Regions from separate parts of the Sus scrofa genome. Here region 2 is linked to region 1. Evidence: chromatin contacts called from public HiChIP or PLAC-seq data. All regions are on one chromosome and are shown on one strand. Each heading gives the region's core, a stretch centred on a gene start, on an enhancer-like site or on the middle of the called end of the contact. The rest is flanking DNA. Distances are from core to core; before and after follow the strand shown.

What was found. HiChIP or PLAC-seq counts read pairs in DNA pulled down with a chosen protein or histone mark.
Region 2: an H3K27ac HiChIP or PLAC-seq map of alveolar macrophages shows a contact between it and region 1. The contact joins the promoter of ATXN3 here to the promoter of GOLGA5 in region 1. A contact is called at or near these places in 1 of 47 Hi-C or Micro-C datasets (liver) and 1 of 2 datasets of contacts at active chromatin or transcription factors (alveolar macrophages).

The regions. Positions count from the first base shown.
Region 1 is chr7:114,235,794-114,238,314 of Sscrofa11.1, reverse strand. It overlaps GOLGA5 (golgin subfamily A member 5), which reads right to left and starts at 1,256. Exons shown (of 13, transcript XM_013989218.2): 1 at 1,022-1,256.
Region 2 is chr7:113,644,514-113,647,034 of Sscrofa11.1, reverse strand. It overlaps ATXN3 (ataxin 3), which reads left to right and starts at 1,263. Exons shown (of 11, transcript NM_001123081.1): 1 at 1,263-1,286. The coding sequence starts at 1,263.

The DNA of each region.
Region 1 (2,521 bases), core at 7-2,506:
CAGCAACGCCAGATCCCAGCCTGCGTCCTACACCACCTCTCTCAGCAATGCCGGATCCTTGACCCACTGAGCGAGGCCAGGGATTGAACCTGCATCCTCATGGATCCTTGTCAGATTCGCTTCCCCTGAGCCACGATGTAAACTCCAAGCTCACTTTTTAACTCCTTCCTCCCCTATCTAGCCTCCCAGTATCTGAATAACCTAAAGAAGAAACTCACCCTCTAAACCTGTTCCTTGTAAAACGGGACGATTATATGCCCGTGTATTATTTCAAGGAGTTTAGGTGAAAGCAAATGAAAATGTAAGTGATATGTTTGATATATAAAACTCCCTACGATTTATTATTCCCAAATAAACGTTGGTGGTAATTAGGGGACAAATTATCTCTCCTAAGAAAGCAATCAAAACATACTTATTAATTCCTTATATCTTGCCTCCCACTTTAAAAGTTTTAAAGGGCCTTAAAACAAAAGCCTGTGCCTTTAGATTACCCAAATAAACACGAAGATGGACCCTGGGCACTTGCCCCAGGGGACGAACAAACAACTCCAACCGACTTCAGAGGTACAGAGCCCTCAAGAAATTCCCCCCAGTAAACAGTCCAGGCCCAAGTGGAGAGAAGGTGAGTGTGGGTGGGATGGGGATGGGTCGGACGGCCGCGGTGACAGGGGCTGTTACGAAAGCCAAGTATAAACATAGAGGAAGGGAGACTGCGGTCCGCCGGCTGGTCCCTAGAAGTCCGCTGTCAGTGGATACAGACCCCTACTTCGCCCCCCACCCAACTCGCTGAGCCTCTGGAGGGGGAAGAGCGGCCAAACGAGGCTGGGGGTGGGGAAGGGAAGAAAAAGGGGGGCACAAAGCCACGCCGATGGGGGCCCAAGGGGGCTCTCTGGTCCCCTTCCCAGCCCCAGCGGGGCGGAGAGACCAGAGTCTCCGCTGAAATGACGCCGCCCCCGCCCCTAATGCCGTTCGCGCCCCCTGCGGAACTATCCGGCCTACTAGGATCTTGCCGCCGCCTCACCTGAGGACTCTGAAGCGGCTGCTGCGCGGCCTCCTTTCCCTCCCGGGCCGCCCCCTCAACAGCCGGCCGGGAGCGGGCCCAGGCTGAGCAAACCCAGTCCCGCACCAGCCGCGGCTCAGCTACTCTTCCGGGAGACGTGGAAGAGCAGCGAGGACCCCAAAACAGAGTGGCTTCCGAGCTGCCTGAGCGGCCGGGAACCTAGAGCAGCCAGCTGAAGGCAACTCAGGCGGCAGCACCGGCGGCTTCGGGGTCCTCGCGCCTGGCCACGCCCCTTTTCCTCCCGTGGCGAGAAACGGGGTGGGCAGGGCTTGTGTGCGTGTGACGTAGCTCGCCTCCCGGGCGACGGCCTGCACGCGGCCGACACAACATTGCAAGCCACGCCCTTCGGGGGGCGGGCCCCGGTGCGGCCCACGTGAGTGGCGGAGGCGGTGCCCCTCCTGGAAGGAATTTGAGACTTGAGACCCGCCCGTGCTTACCTCTAAGGCACTTAGCTTAGGCCCTTCTGGTTTTTCATATGACGATGTTGAGGCCCACGGCAGGAGGTGGGAATACAGAAAATAAGATCCTTGATTTTATGCATTTTGCTTTCTAGTCGCAGGGGTATAGTAAGTAAACCAGTGGATGAACAGGAGGATTGCAGGGCCACCAGAGCTGTAAAGACGAGATAATGGGGGGTGGGGGAAGTACTTTAAATGATATTATGGTCAGGGAAGTTCTCTTTGAGGAGGTGACATCTGAGTTGAGACCCAAAAGTGAAAAAGGCCAGTAAAGGGCTTTCCGTACAGCAGTCTTGTAGTTGTGTATATGCACACAGTTCACTGAATATTTGAAATGAGTCTGAAATCCACGTTCAGTAATTCAAAAAAGGAGTTCCCCTTGTGGCTCAAGGGAAAAGAATCTGATTAGTAACCATGAGGTCGGGGGTTGGATCCCTGACCTTGCTGGGTGAGTTAAGGATCCAGCATTGCCGTGAACTGTGGTGTAGGTCACTGATGATGCTCAGAGCCTGTGTTGCTGTGGCATAGGCCTGCAGGTGTAGCTCTGATTCAACCCCTAGCCTGGGAACCTACATATGCCTCAAGTACAGCCCTTGATAAAGCCAAAAAATTAAAAAAAAATAAAAAATTAAAAATAAAATAATGCAATGAATACTCAGCACCTACTTTGTGTGCAAGGTTGGACTAATTTGGCCTAAATAACAAGCCTACAACATAGTCCCAAGGACCTCAGAAGTTAGCTTATCTAAGATCACGTGCCCTAATAAGGAATCCACATTATTCCCTTAGGCACAGTGTTTTACTGTCTCCAAATTAAATATTGGGTGTGTTAACAGCTCCTTCTTTTCCACCTCTCAAGACAGGTTTAGCCCAGTCCAGTGAACAGAAAAACTCAGCAGCACTAGAAATAATAATGATGATAATAAGAGCCTCTAATTGTTCCTATGCCCTTATTGAGTGCTGTATATTGTGTTAAGTGTTAGACATGTTAGACATGTTTCAC
Region 2 (2,521 bases), core at 14-2,513, 590 kb after region 1:
GTCTTTCTCCAACTCCAAGTCACCGCCCTAGGCCAAACACCACCACCTCTCCCAAGTTTCATTTGACCGTAATGGCTCTCTTCTGTGGTCATCCTAAAATGCAAATTTGAGCCTGTCTCTTCTCTTAAAACCCTTATCTAGCTCCCTGCTGCCTTTTTTTTTTTTTTTTTTTTTTTGTCTTTTTGCCATTTCTTGGGCCGCTCTCGCGGCATATGGAGGTTCCCAGGCTAGGGGTCGAATCGGAGCTGTAGCCACTGGCCTACGCCAGAGCCACAGCAACGCGGGATCCGAGCCGCGTCTGCGACCTACACCACAGCTCACCGCAACGCGGGATCTTTAACCCACTGAGCAAGGGCAGGGATCGAACCCTCAACCTCATGGTTCCTAGTCGGATTCGTTAACCACTGCGCCACCACGGGAACTCCCCTGCTGCCTTTTAAAAAGCACACGTTCCTTAACCTGGTTTCGAGATGCAAGATCCACTCTTGTCCGACTCCTTCAGCTACCCCCCGCCCAACACTTTCCTGGATTTTTCACCTTCCAGAACCAATGCTTCCTCTTCAGTGCCAGAAAATTTACACTAGCAATAAGGAGAATGGACTTATTAGTTTTGCTGTTCTTACTTTCTCCAACGCCTCCGTTTCCTCATGTGTAGAATAGGGATAATAACGTTACATCAAAGGTTGCTGTATTAACTTCCTTAATATATGCAAATCACTTATAAAAGTGCCCACCCTTACAAGAATAAAACCTACATAGATATTCACTCTCACTTTTACACAAGTGTTTAGTATCAAGTGATGCAACCACAGTCTTTGGGGGAGGAGGAGAAAGATATTAAACAACTGTATGCAAATATGATCAACAGAAAGTACAAGGTAAAGTGGAAAACAAGACCATAGAAGCCAGCGGTCCTTATTCAGACCCCTAGAAGTCTGAGAATCCATAGCAATGGGTGCCAAGCCAGGATGACCCTCCACACAGCAGGGGGCGCTGCAGCATCCCCCGGAAGGCTAGATAACAAGCGGTGGGAGGACGCGGCTACAAAGGTCACGTGCCCCCGCGTTTACCGCCCCGGCGTTCCCCCCACCTCTCTTCGCTCCACGTGACTGGCCTCCTCGGGGGTGATTGGTCTGCGCGAGGCACGCGGGCAGGGGCTGCCCGAGGCGGGGCGGGGCAGGGTGGGCGGAGGGGTGGGGTCGGGGGGCGGAGCTGGAGGGGGCTGGTTCGGCGAAGGGGCCGTTGGCTCCAGACAAATAAACATGGAGTCCATCTTCCACGAAAAAGTGAGTGTCCGCATTCGGTGGGGACCAGTCTGCTGCGCGGCGGCTGGCATGGGGCGCGGCATCGCTGCCTCCCGGGGAGCTGGTGGGGCCCGAGACGCCCCCAAGCCCATCTCGCCGGGCGGGAGGAGCTTCAGCGGCTGGGGAGCTTCAGCGATGCCCCCATGGCACCCTCCGCCCCTAAGGCCCGTGCGCGAGGAGCCCTGGGCGGGGAGGTCTGGGGATCCGGGAGGAAATCTGGGCAGGGCCGGCGGGGTGGGGGCGCCTCGGAGCACGAGAGAGGAGGTGGCTTCTGCGCTTCCCCTCCACTTTCCGTGGGATTCCTGCTCCGGTCCCTCTCCCCCACCAGCTTCTAGCTGGTCATCTCTCGGACACCTCCCTCCATCCTTTCCAACTCCACCCGACTCTCCCAGTCCTACCCCTTGGAAGAATGAACTTTTCCTTCTCTGGGTTCCTCAATTCTCTGTTGGACTCTCCCACACACTTAGATTCTTCTCCTGCACCGGGTCCTTGAGCCTCCCTGGAGCAGGGACCTTGTCTCGTTCCATGGAGGGCGTGACACTTAAGGACGTGAAGTAGGAAACCCTGGGCGCCCCTGAATGGGGAAGTCGTCACAAGAGTTTTTGTTACGAGATGTTTGGGTTTCTTTTCTTTTGGTAGTCGCATCTTTCTGGATCAGGAAGCCAGCTTTCTTATTAGATATCAAGGGTGAATAGGAATAATTTTGTTGTCCGCCTAGCCTGCTTTTGCTTTGATTCTTCCATGACCATGCACTTGAAGATAATGTGGCATGTGGAGAAACTCGTCTTTTCTCGCATACAATTATCAAACCACTTGGGTGTGAGTGACAGCTTCCTCAGGACAACTTTGGCTCATATCTTGTTTCATAATAGTTTCATGTTTGGAAAGGGTTGCTGATGTGACTTATTTAATCGGAGCAAAAGGATTTTGTTTTGTTAAATAATTGTAAATGATTATCCATTTGAAAATATATAATTATAATGTATACATGTAAGGATAACCTGACCCCCTTGCTGTACAGTGGGAAAATAAAAAAATTATATTAAAAAAAAAAAGAAAATACACACACATGGTACTCGTATAAAGCAATCAAAGACAAAAGAAGTGCATTATAAACCCAAACAAATTGTTATGGAGTGTTTTTCTTTAGAGAAAATATTTCAGTAAGTTTTGGCACTAGGATAGACCAGTTTTTATGTGCAGGCAAGGAAGGCCTC